2 separate regions of the Anser cygnoides genome follow, and region 2 is linked to region 1. Evidence: chromatin contacts called from public Hi-C data. All regions are on one chromosome and are shown on one strand. The core of a region is the stretch at or near the end of the contact, and the rest is flanking DNA. Distances in the headings are between cores, read along the strand shown.

The links. Hi-C and Micro-C count contacts between places; a contact is called where the count stands out from the background.
Region 2: a contact with region 1 is called in a Hi-C map of liver, with 1.8 times the contacts expected there. The contact joins two enhancer-like sites. A contact is called at or near these places in 3 of 7 Hi-C or Micro-C datasets (all in liver).

What each region holds. Positions count from the first base shown.
Region 1 is chr6:16,728,835-16,735,691 of Taihu_goose_T2T_genome, forward strand. It overlaps a transcript of ITPRID2 not described here. Among named protein-coding and RNA genes, the nearest start is that of ITPRID2, 75 kb to the right of the region's middle. Within about 2 kb of position 2,862, at least 1 of the 3 cell types and tissues checked has open chromatin away from gene starts, as enhancers often do. A contact at or near this core is called in liver, where this site is marked.
Region 2 is chr6:16,905,703-16,912,559 of Taihu_goose_T2T_genome, forward strand. CERKL (ceramide kinase like) reads left to right here. Exons shown (of 13, transcript XM_066999983.1): 2 at 1-180; 3 at 6,075-6,206. Among named protein-coding and RNA genes, the nearest start is that of CERKL, 31 kb to the left of the region's middle. Within about 2 kb of position 3,784, at least 1 of the 3 cell types and tissues checked has open chromatin away from gene starts, as enhancers often do. A contact at or near this core is called in liver, where this site is marked.

The DNA of each region.
Region 1 (6,857 bases), core at 1,612-4,111:
AAACAGCATATCGGGAAAACATACTCAAAGCTGAGTGAATAGTGTGAAATCATGAAGTCTACTATTCTGAAAATATTGCTGAGTATTGCAAACTGCTATAAAAGTAGACTTCCTTAAATCATTACAGAATTTTTACAAAATTCTGCATTTCACAGTAATGCTTTCACAGCATTGTGTATTTTGGATTGCTATGTTTTCCTACTAATCTCTTAGTCTAAACAAAATAACATTCATGTTTTCATAGCAATGAAGAGGAAGGAATAATGAATTTTCTACTCCAATACTTTTTTTTAAATAAGAAGGATAGTATTTATGACAGTTTAGTATGTTAAATTTGGAGCAATCCAAGCTGCTTACAAGTAGGATTACCAACTTTCAGCTGTCCACCTGTTTGTCTAGCTGTACCGTGCAGTTTAGGGTGTTAAGGTGCACAAGAGAGGCGTTTTGTTCTTTGCTTTCTTCTGTGTACAAGATATTTCAGATCAGTTGTGAACTGTCTTTCCTACTAGAAAACTGTTCCCTGGGAATAAAGTTGATGGAGGAGCAAACTATGCCAGGCAATTCCCCAGACCTCAACAGGGGTAAGACTGAGTAGGCTGCAGTCCTTGAGAGGAGCTATGAGGACCTATATTACAGAGCACTTAATTTACACATTATTTAGTTTAGGCTCATGGAGCAAAATAATACAGCAGTGAGATCAACTGGTGTTATTGCTACTCATGCAAAGCTTCTTCCTTCCATAAGTTATTACAATTGACTATAATAAAATTATTTATAATATCCAATAAACAAACCAGCCCATATTGAAAAACAGATAGCAAGTCTTGTGCAGCACCTGGGTGATGTTTTCACAGTTGCTGAGTGCTGGAGAACTGAAGCTACAGAAAGAGATCTGTAGAACTGGCTGTTACAGTAAGTTACCTAACCACAGGGTTCACTCTACAAATCAGATATTCTATTGTGCTGAGCAGAAGGAATGGAAATAGAGAATAGTCATAACATATCCAGAGACACCTGGCAGGACTGGCTTTGGTCTGCAGTCTGGAAATGGTCCTATACTGAAACGTGCTGGTCTGAAGAGCTGATAAATTGCCATAGATCTCACCTACCTGCAAGCATTCGCAAGTCCAACTCTGTTCAGTCATTGGAGAAAAAAGGCCTAGATAGAGCTGCCTGACTGCAGCTAATACTCTGCTGCTTTTATGTTAGTTCCTTAAAAGCTCATAAGCCCTCTAAACATTTCCTGAGATTTCTCATGACAAGTAAGGCTTCACGCTTCCTGTGTTGATCCTGTGTTCAAGGGAGGTAAGTTCCAACTTCTCAGTGCCCTGCGCTGTGCTACTCATGGGCACACAGGGCCATGGCTCATCCCTGGGTGTCCCCTACACGCGGGAGAGGACGAAGCTGCCGCGTGTAATGGGGGGGGAGTGTGCTGCCAGGGGCAGGGACAGTACCTGGACAGTACCTTTGAGGGCAGGCGGGGTGTACACGCTCTGCTTCCTTTGCTTTGGCGAGACGCTCTGGGACTGGGGATTTAAAAGAGAGAGAGAGACGGTGAGAGACCGAGGCGGAGAGAGCCTTCCATGCTTGGCAACTCAGAGTCTTGCCACGCAACTTTTCCCTCTTGTTATGTGAAAAATGTTTTAAGGAGGGTTGCTACAAATGCAAATTCTTGTTTCATATTTGAAATCACCCTGGGTGCTTGCCAGTGTAAGTGGTACACCCTTTATGGCCACAGTAGGGTGGGACTGAAACAACATCTGAGTACATGCAAGCAGTGATGGGCAATTTGTAATATCCTGCAATGCTCTGCATTGCCCCAAGTTTAGAGGGTGCATACGTCACTCCGAGAAGTTTCTATGAAAATGATACTCTGCAAACCTGATGCCAGTTCCTGGCAACTTTTATAGCTCCCAGGCAAAACAGACCCAATATTACTGAAAATTCACTGCAAAAATATATTGTTAAGCATAAAATTAAGGCAGCCTGTGTTTTTAACAGTCTATGTAGCTGACTCTCATAAGGTAAATAAATAATTTAGATATTAAAATAATGCAAGATTTACTTTAATCAATATTCCAACTAAACAGGGTATAAAGAATGCTTCTGTGTATAGATAAGGTAATACTGAAATTCTTAATACATACATTTTTACATAAGTAAATGGAAGATCCTTCCCTCTGCACTTTTTCAGTGTGTTATATTACTCCCCAAATAATTTCATCAACCACTCTGCCTTTAGCTAGGCCTGCTTTAAGTGGTATCTTTAGACACAGTTAAACTTTTTTGACCCCAAAAATCACACCCACATACGAAAATGAGTTGTTCTAAAATAACAGTAAAATTACATACAGAGTAACACAAGTGTAATTAGAGCAATGTACAGTTAGCAAAAACTGACTGAAATACATTCCAGTGCTATTCAGATCTATCTCTTCAAGGAACATTTGAGACAGCTCTTAAGAAAAACACTTCCACATGAATACAGCCAATCATATTACCTTATCACAGTGGATGGAGTGATAACATTTATAAATAAAAAATTGTCTTCTTTTGAAAAAGCAAGCTATTTATAAACACTGTGGGATAGGTTGTTGATCCTCACCCCAGTGAATCACTGTGAGTCTGTGTTAGAGTCCAAATCTAAAACAATCAATACCTCCTGCTGCTATTTAGAGCTTTGCCAGCTTCTCTGGGCAATCAAGGGAGGAGAAAGTGGTTGAGGAGCTGCAGGAGCTGTGCAAGGGGAGATCAGAAAATGAGAGCGGAGGAGCCAGCTTTCAGCTGTCCTGCAGACAGCACCAATCCTGTGCCAGCCATGGGCTTGGCAAGCAATAGCAAGGGGCGAGTTTGCAGTGGTTTTGCAGCCCCACAGCCAGTGTTGGCTGGGACGAGCTGGCAGGGCCACCTTGGGCCAGGTCAGTTTTGTTTTGAGCGGGCAGGGCGGCGGGGTGGAGGGGAAATGTGCCTTGGCCAGCTCCCTGCTCTAGGGGACCTTCTGTGCTGTTGGAGGTGGGGTGACTGCGCAAAGAAAGACATCAGCTGGGATGGACCAGTAGGCCGCAAAGGGATTTTAACAGTTGGTCTATTTTAACTGTAAATGCATTGTAAGAAAAAATATATATATATTTCACTTACTTCTGCCTGTGAGATGTTTGTTCTCTTCTCATCTTTTTCTAGAAGAGGAAAAGATAGGAAAAGAGAAAAGTTAGTACAAAAGACTTTCTCAGTGCAAAGTATTGCAGCTCTGCCCTGCACCCTACAGCACCATTGTAAATAAGAAATTTCCCTTTTGATTTACAGCTCGTTTGTGTGCCTCAGAAATCCAGAGGCCCCGATTAGCGTTTAGACATGAGTACTGTGTCTAAAGCCCTTCACTCATGTGTTTTGACTGTGAACTGACAAGTGGTGGTGTGTGGTCAGCACCCGGCCCTTTGGCTGGGCTGGCAGCAGGGCTCCATGCTTGAGTGGCTGTGGGGACCCAGGGCTGCTCTGCCCAGGCCCTGCACTCTCCCATTTCTCCAGAAAAGCAGGCTTACCAACGCCTGGTAGGTTGCAGTAATCCTCAACAAGAACTCCACCTCCATTCAGCTGTTAATACACTAGCAATGACACTCAAGAGCACCTAACAGTAACATGCAAAACCAGCAAACCAAAGCGTAACTAAGTCTAGTCTTTCATCTTAAAAAAACACTGGTGTAGTGTTGGAAATGGCTGTGAAATATTTCCTGGTACTGCTTGCTTTTGTTGCCTTAGTTTGCTCTTGAGCATAGGCATGGAAGAAACAGTGAATGCTAGAGATTTCTAATGAAAAAAGCACCTCTGAACATCTAGCTGAACAACTAAATGAAATTGGATGAAGCAGAGGAGCCAAGGATCTTCCTAACCATAGCACTAAATCAGTTTGTGCATCAGATTAAATTATTTTTCTAGTGTTGTCTTGATGTGGTTAATGGTCAAAAAGTGTGTCTTCTGATGATGATTTCCCAAATATTTGACAAAGATCATATGGGATCTTTGATGCACAGTAGTTTGGAGCTCTAAAATTTAAGTGTCTCTTAAAAACAGACATCAATGCCTAATTGTGCCACCATGCCTTACAATTTTTTCCACGTGCAGATACCACTGTGCAGTTTCTACTGAGGTGTAGCAGATCTGAAAGAAGAACTAGGTCTGTGTAACATCACTTCATCCAGCTTAGTCTCTATGTGTCTGCTGCTTGCGGTGTGCTGTGTGTGAGGAGAGCCAGTCCAGGCAGACTGTCTGCATTTCCTGTTGTGCTCTTTACCCTCATGTCCATGCATCTTGCAAATATTAATTGACTTAGTGGGTTTACTCAAAGTATGGATTTACCATTATATTAGAGACATCCAAATGACTTACACTCCAGGATAAAATATGTGGTTCAAAACAGAGCTGATTACTCCAGTGTGGTCCCAAAGATACGGAATTAGACAAGACAATCAGGAGGCCAGTTCCTGCCATTGACATTTGCATGACCTTGGGTAGATGACTAATTTCTTCCTTGACTTCCCTACCTGTAAATAACTATTGCAGTACCTAGTATCCTCTTAAAGCTCTTTGGAGCACGAAGATAGGCTGGCTAAATGAGTGATTATTTAAGTGTTCATAATCTTTCATATTGATAGTATAACAGAGAGACACAGACTTCAATGACTCAACATTAGATTTCTTTTCTTTTCTTTTCTTTTCTTTTCTTTTCTTTTCTTTTCTTTTCTTTTCTTTTCTTTTCTTTTCTTTTCTTTTCTTTTCTTTTCTTTTCTTTTCTTTTCTTTTCTTTTCTTTTCTTTTCTTTTCTTTTCTTTTCTTTTCTTTTCTTTTCTTTTCTTTTCTTTTCTTTTCTTTTCTTTTCTTTTCTTTTCTTTTCTTTTCTTTTCTTTCTTTCTTTTCTTTTCTTTCTTTTCTTTTTTCTTTCCTTTTCTTTCCTTTTCTTTCCTTTTCTTTCCTTTTCTTTCCTTTTCTTTCCTTTTCTTTCCTTTTCTTTCCTTTTCTTTCCTTTTCTTTCCTTTTCTTTCCTTTTCTTTCCTTTTTTTCCTTTTCTTTCCTTTTCTTTCCTTTTCTTTCTTTTCTTTCCTTTTCTTTTCTTTTCTTTTCTTTTCTTTTCTTTTCTTTTCTTTTCTTTTCTTTTTTTCTTTTCTTTTCTTTTTTTCTTTTCTTTTCTTTTCTTTTCTTTTCTTTTCTTTTCTTTTTTTCTTTTCTTTTCTTTTCTTTTCTTTTCTTTTCTTTTCTTTTCTTTCTTTTCTTTTTTTTTAAGCTCAGAATCCTGGGTTTAGTTCAAAGGCTGAAAATTGAATAAATCAGGAACTTAGAGCAAGGAACAATGAAAAGTAAGTCATGTCCCGTTCCTTCTTGAAACTCTAAGCTTGTCCAAATTCAAAGTATTTTTGGTAAACTCAGGCTGAGACTTGCACAAGGAAGGAAAGCTGCTGTCAGCAGCTTTGTCATATTTCAGGTCTTGTTTCTAAGGATTTGCATTTCTCGAACCCTTTGGACTTGCACGTTTAGTGTTCCTCTTAGTGGGGTGACATTAAACCTACCAGAACTGGAAAGTTTCCAGCCTTTCCTTTCATCCAGCAACCTTTATAAGAGGGTAATTTTGTGAACAAGAACTGGTCCTGTATGGAGTTACAAATCATTTATATCCGCAGGGCAAGGAATGCCAATAAACAGCATCAAACACTGTGGAAATTCAAGAACAACTTACAAAAACACAAAAACAAACAGTTTTTCAAATCCAATAAAGAGATATCAGAAATGAACCTGAAGGACCAAAGGAGACAAACCTGAAGCAGAAAGTGTGAAGTGTTTTACATGAGTTGTGAGATAAAAGGAAAGACAGAGATGGTTGGAGGTATGTTTTGGTCAATGGTACATCTTGGTAGACATTCATTTTGAGGACAGAAAGAGCATTGCATGCTTATTTTGATAAAAAAAGTGTCAATGGAGAGCATAGATCTTTAAGGAGAGGTGACAAGAAACAGGAACAAGGGAAGCTGAGATCACTGTATGCCATAGACCAAGGCAGGGAATAGAAAATACACAAAAATTCTGCACATAGGAGAGAAGGAAAAGATGTAAAGCAAGGGAGATAGAGCAAGAAGAGGGCAGTGCTTCTTCTGTGTGTGCAGCTGAGGTAGTGATGAGAGACATGGGCAGTGGGTTGTAGCAGAAGCTAGAGGAGAAATTTAGAGATGACAGAGAGCAGAGCAGGAGGGCAGTGTGCACTGGAGCTCGACCAAGAGCTCCCTGTCCAGGGAAATAGTTTGAGCTATACTGGTCTAACTGAAGGGTTGCAATTATACTTGTGTGAACACTCTTCCTTGGATAGAAATAGTGTTTTTCCAGTCTAAATTATATTGCTTTGCAAGCAGTTTAAATAATGTCATGAAAGCATGTTCTTAATAAGAGCGTGTCCACCAGAGACACACAGGTCCACACTGATGCTGTCACTACAACAGGTTAGTTCTGGCATGAGAAGAGATCTCAGAGACAGCAAAATTTGTGACGAGAATGGATAGTACAAGGTAAGAAAGAACATGATCTGTCAGCTGCTGTAACTGAGACGTATCCATGTAACAGGAATCAAACAAGACATTTCCCACCCTTACACCCCTGTCAAATCCATTGACAATTAGAAACTGAATTTCTTTACTAAACTCTTTGAACATAAATTCCTCTTGAGAGAGGTGAGGAAATGATCTGAAACTAAACAGACATGATTCACAAGGGAGAATGAAATCCCTTGTTTCTCAGTGTCCTTCAGTTCCCATTGACTACTGTGCACACTTCTACTCACAAAAAACCACCACATATTTATACAGAACAAGTAATTTCCT
Region 2 (6,857 bases), core at 2,534-5,033, 180 kb after region 1:
TCAAACTAAAACGTCGTCGTTTTGTGGGACAGAAAAGAGGTGGTACTTTATTGGGTATCACTATTTTTAAATGCTTGCATAAAGAAGAAAATAAACTAACAGACTGTGCTGTCCATTTAAACAACTTAAGTGAAGATCACTGTAATTCATGGTTTAGACATCTAAAGGAAATTTTGAATGGTAAGCAGTTAATCGGGGTTGATATTATTTCAGACTTATTTCTATTGGTGATGCATAAGGTTGAATGATGCTTAGAAAAAATATTTTGCCTGTAGAAATTAAGACACAAATAAATGAATAATGTCGTTGGAAAATGCTGTTCACTACCAAAGTTTTACATGGTGAAGTATAAAACTTAACAAAGTGACGATGAGTAAAGCATGTTGAAAAAAAAAATAAGCTGATGCTATATTTTGGAAGTGTTCAAACACTGAAAATAAGTAGCTGATTGCATTCTGACTGAAGAGTCTTCTGAGAAATCTGTTTCTTAAAGAAACAAAAGACAATATTGGTACTTTCACTTGGAATTGCTGCACATGTAATGGTACTGGAGTTGTTGCAGCACCGGAGACTCTTCAGAGACTGCCCAGAACCTGTTTAGTAGCTCCTGCTTGAGATCCACAGATTCTTAGAGGCTAATGGGAGGGGCTTCCTCTGCATAAAATGACAAGTGAAAGGGCTCTTAAGGTTCTGCAGGACTCTTATTGTATAATTTGATACTAGTGTATTGACGCTAGTTAGTGATGAGAGGCAGTTCTTTTTTTAAAAAAATATTTTTCTGTATGCTATAATAATTTCAGGATGCTTTGTTAACCAACGAAAGTTGTATTTTTCATGGAAGTTGCATCAAATTTAAGAAGTTAATATTTACTGTTCAGGGTGTGTGTGTGGGGGGGAAACAGGAACCCAAAACAAAAACAAGCCAAAGCCTTTCACAGTAATTTAATACTACGAATTTTGGGAAGACATGGAATATAGTACACTTGTGATTTAAAACAAAACAACAAAACGCAAACCAAACTCTCTGATTTATCTCAAAATTGTGTCTGTTTACTGACTATAGCAAATGAGTTTCTTCATTACAGAAGAAAAACGATCCATCTTATAATAGATTATTAAAACTTCAGCTGAATTGTTAATACTGAGCCTGATTGCAGAATTCAAATTTTACACATCTGTACTGTTTGTAACAGCACTTCCAATAGTGATTTATAGTGTTCTTCTATTAAAGTTAAGCAGAAATAGAGAAAGTGAAATAATGTTCATTAATTGTGCATACTTACACTGCTTACAATATGCTTTGGATTTTCCAAACAAAATAGTGTATTAAAGACTGCCTCCCCTTGCCCCTCTTGAAAAGCTTTATCAGTAAATATCTAAATCTGCAGAAGTGCCAAGATTCTTGCAGATCTCTAGCTACCCATAAAGGCAAGGACATTTGCATACGGAGCAAATGTCTGTTTTGTTCCCAGATTACCCTCCATCCATCAGGAGCAGTGATACCATATGTTCACAGAAAAAAAGAGGCAGTATCTCTTGCTCAGGTTGCCTTCACTTCGAGGTGCAGTCTCTGTTTTATAGCTTTGTAATTGCAAGCCACCTGAACCTGAAAAAAGCATTCTGTGCAATGTTGCTCTTTCTTGTTCTTCCTTCAGCTTTCATCTTTCTCCAGAAGTCAAACCTCGTGCAGCTTTTTCTTGATGTCTACTCAGTACATTTTTCTCCTTTCCTTCAGGAATAATCAGGACTCACAGTGTGTTGGGAAAAATATCCAAACACAAATCCCACAATACTGTTTACTAAAGTGTATATTGTTCCGAGTTCTGCAATTATAGTAAAAGTAGTTTTTCACACTGTTAGATTTTTGAAGACTGAGTAGGTATTCAAACTGCCTTTCTGCCTTTTCCAGAAAATCAGCAAATTGACAGCAACATTTCCACACTGAGTGTGGCAGAGAGACATTATCATTAATTCAAACAGTGTTGATATACTAACAATATAATTCAGGAAAAAAAATTTCTTCTAATTTAAATTGTGACAAACATTGGCAGGAAGGTCCCGATGGCATACAACAGATCAAGTTCTGCTCTTTCTTCAGTAATTAAAATCTCAAAAGGTGCATTGCATTGATATATCTCTGCTTATCTATAAGCAGAGATATAATCCTGCTATATCCTTATATTTGAGGATATATCCTTACGGACTGAAACACAAAATTAAAAGTCCATCCTTCTAAAATAGTCGAAATTGAATTGTATTTCTTTTTCCTAATGTATCTTGTGAGAAAGTAAGTTTTCATTAACTGCTGAACTATTTACTTGAAGGATTTTTATTGCTTCTAGGATGGAGCAAATTAAAAGCAGGTGATCTACCGAAGTAGAGTGTCTGTATGCTTAGGTACAGCTGTCAGTAAATATGTATTTTCATTTGTCAGAATGGCTAAATATTTCTAAAAGGCGCATCTCTGACAACTGAAAATAAATACAATTTCTATTTGTTTACTTTCTTTTTTTAGATTTTTAAGCATTGATCATTTCTGTGTGTGTGTAACAGGGTAAAAAGCGTGCTGTCTTCCCACTTCTAAAAAATTCTTATTTTCTACATAAAAGTGCTGTTGTCCAGATGCATGCCTGCGAGATATTAAGAGCTTGCTCAATGATACAATGTTCAAGAAAACTTTGATCTGTACATTGTGTATTTGTTAAACTGATGTAAAATGACTGCTGCTACCTCTAGGCATGCACCTTTGGAGCCCAGATTCTGGATTGGCTCCTGGAAAGCCCCAAATGGCAGCTTAGACAGTTGTTCCTAGTCTGGTGTTGTATGTCAGACCTATTGTGCACCTGACTCACAGTGATTTCCATTTATACATTGCATGTTTCTGTGCAGGGCTTATGGGCGTGTGCTGTAGACATACTGTGTAAGTGGAATTCACTGCTTAATTTGGAATCCTCTCTGCATGCAAATGCCCAGGGCTACTTAAAGGGTTAAGACAGCCCTGGAAATGGGAGAAAAAGGACAATTAGCAATGCTTACCTATTTTCTTTTATTTTTTTTTTTGAATTTCTTTTAGCTGTGATGAGTCTTATTCTTGTTAACAGAGTTAATTTGAAAGAGTTTCACTTAAAAGCTCTGTAAGTTAACAGAAGACACTTCTGTTAAGATTAAATGATGAAGTAGCTAAAAATGCATAAAGTGCATTTTATTTTTATGTACCATTCTGTAGTATCTCTCTCGTATTGGGATTTGATACGAATGTCTGAAACTTCATGCATGAAGTTTTAATTAAACCATTAATGTTAAACATTAACTTTGCTAAGTTAATATTAACAGTGGTGTCTCCATAGTTACATTAACAAATGTTTCATATTATTAGTTTTCCTCATGTATAATATTGTTACTGCTGTATAAAGTATTTATAAATGCATGTAATAACAACGTGATTCCAAGCTCTTAACTTTTGTAACATAAACCCATTTTCATAAAACTAAGAACTGAAAGCAGCACAGATGTATGTCTGAGCATAACGTCTCTGCTGCCCTCCGAGCCTTTGTTTTCAGAACACCCTGATTGACCCACCACCCTTCATGGTTCACTGATTCACTTGATAGATCAAGTTTAAACTAGTGCATATTAGCACATTTGTTAGTACTAGAGGAACAGTTGGCCTTCCTGCTTTAGGCTGCAGGTTCATTTCAAATGGAGCAGCTACAGAAAACAATAACAGAATACCAGTTAGGACAGCACCAAAAGGCTGACAGACTGAAATCAGTTGCAGACCAATTCATTCACAGTGTTGTTTAAAGAAAGTTAAAAGATTATTATTATTTAAAAATACTTAAGAACTTTAACTCTATGTGTTTCACACTATATTGTGTGAAAATCTTGTCTTTGATTATGATTGGATTTTCTTTCATTAAACTCAGTTGTTTGTTACACTATCATTGCACTCTGAATGATAATTAATAATTTTTGTCAGAATTATCCATTCATGTCTGTTGGCAATCATTTGGCATGAAACCACATGAGTAGTGTACCATCTATCTACTCAAATGCCACTGGTGAAATGAAAAAGAAATGAGCACAGATTTGGTCTTCCATCAAGAGCCTTTGGAATGCACCTTTGCTTGTGTCCTTTCATGATCGTATTGGTCACTTTTGTATAATGCTTCTTTGCTCTTTTGGCAATACAAGATACTGCTTCATATTCTCAAAATGATTTTTGTAAAAACTTACCAGCAGGCATTTAAAGATTAAACGTTTTCCTCATAGGGTTTTTTCAAGTTAGCTATGGTGGTGCATCAGAGAGAACTCATCAGCATACCATTTATAGGGGAAAAGTGTTGTTGCCTTACTCCTAAACAGTCTGTGTGTCTTATGCTAATATCACTTAAATATGAGAGGGAGGGAAATTCTGTAACTAATAAGATTGGGAAGCTACTGCTTTATCTTTTTCTTTATCATGGATTTTGTATGTCTCAGAGAAACAAAGCAGCCAGTGACTTCAAATTGAAAATCAGTGATGGTTAGCAACAAATTCTTAGTGTTGAAAGTGTTTAACATATTATGTAGTTTGGCATAAATGGGGAACCTATCTCTACTTAAGTGCTGTTTTATTTCATGTGCACAATGTGGCATGTTTCCTGAGGATGTACTTCTTTGTGTAGGTACTAAGGCCTCCTGCTGAAGACATTCAGGATTCATCAGGCATTAACAGTGCATTGGGAGTACACTGTCGCATTAAATTTTCTTTCAGTATCTTTAAGAAATCTTCTAAGATTTACTAGCACAAGTTGGATAAAGTGCTAATTTTCATTTGCAGATTCTTTGATATGTTTAAATGAGTGAAAGAATAATCTATGGGACTTTTATAATCATATTTTGATCTTAAGGAGTACTTTTCCTTTGATGCTAAAACAATGTTTAGTTATAATTTCTCAGAAGATTTGCTCCTGTTCAGTTGTTGAGGTACAGGAAGTGGGGAAACAACTTCAGGAAGTCCCAGCCAACACTTTTAAGGTTCGCGTGGCTGTAAAATTTGAAGTAAGACTCTATATGGGGCAGGAAAAATTTTTCACTCTTGGTTCCTTTTGGAGTTGAGGCCTATTGCTAATTTTCTTCCTGAACGTTGAATGCGGTGTACTTTATCAGACCTAGCTTTCATTTGGCTAAACAAGTGGTAATCTAACCTTAAAACTAAAAGTAAATTGAGAATTTATAAATTAATTAATTGAATATAAAATTGTTCAAATCATATATTTTAAGTAACTAGCAAAACTCAGGTAGTATTTTGCACCACCACTTGCTTTTTGTAATAAATCATCCTCACTCAATAACAGCAACTATAGGAATTCTAGAAATAGGAACTTGAAAAGTAGTGTTTATATAAAAATGTTTACTAATACCCTCCCCCCCCCCCCGCCAAAAAAAAAAAAAAAGGATACAGTGAATTCAAAAAATACTTCCGCAGAAGAAATTTCATTGGCTCAATGTGCAGGACTCAGAGCTGTTTGCATAACAGTATTTCTCAGTGTTGCTTGTTCAGAGTTCAAGTTACTTTGAATACCTAAACGTAGCTTTTAAAAAAATAAAATGAACAATAATTCCTAGATTTCTGAATGTTGATTTGTAATCCCAGAAAACAAAAGTACTGAATTGTGCTGTCAGTTCTGTTGGGTGTTATTGTCATTATGCCTGCTGGCAATGTTTCACTTTAAATTCCAAAAAGAACATGTTTTGATATTTTTTGCCACTTATCTTTTAGTTTCTCAACATTCAACATGCTCCTGTTTCAGGCTTTAACTAGGTTATGACATATACTTTTTTTTTTCTTGGTTCTACGGTATTTTGGTTAATGTGTGATTCATTTTTACTGTTCCTAACTGTACACACAAAAGTAAGCAGTTCTGTAATTTAAAGATACATAGCACATATCCAAGAAGAAATGGATACATTTTTAAACTCTAATTTACATATCCTGTTAAAGTATATTGGTTCTAATATTAAAAATGCAGTTAAGCTGTAGGAATAGCTGGGTTGCGTGCAATATTAAATGTTTTGTGTTTTCTTTTTAGGCTTTCAAAATAGACCAAAATCCTTAAAAGTATTTGTTAATCCAAGCAGCCACAAACAAGAAGCCACTCATGTTTATTATGAAAAAGTTGCACCACTTTTTAAGCTTGCTGACATCAAAACTGACGTCACAGGTAAGTTGCTTCAAAAGCATAGTTTAATCTTGTGTGAAACAAATACTTAAGCATGAAAGACAATTTGAATCTTTATTGACTTTGTCTGCAAGTAATGAATTTATATTTATAATTTATTTAATGTAGTTATAAAATGCAATGTATTTTTTCATCAAAAAATGTTTTAGTAATTCTGTTCTTCATTGAATAGTTTTCTCCCCTATAGCCATCAATACCAATAATGTATCTCATACTTTTAAACCAAACATTGAATAAAAGGAAACAAGCATTTATTGTCTCACAGTCTTGTATATGTTTGCTGAGATTTTTTCCTGCATTCTGACAGACACGTCTTAAAATATTACCTCTCTTCCTAGAAAATTTATTGGTCATGAGATTGGGGCTGATTGGAAGAACATGCTATTTGTAGGTTCTGACTCAGTTTCAGGGATAACCTGAAAGCCTAAGTGATTAATTGGATGGCAAGGGTAGTTCTCACCAGGCAGGCGGGCATGAATCGCTGTCTGGAGAACATGAAGGTACAAGTTCAATGTTGTAGTGATGCTACCTTCTGCTCACTAATAGGTTCTTGATATCAGGTTTGGATTTAAAGCTCAAAATTCTGCCAGAATTCTGCTTTATGCCCTTCTGGCTTTCACTGAATTTGCCCTT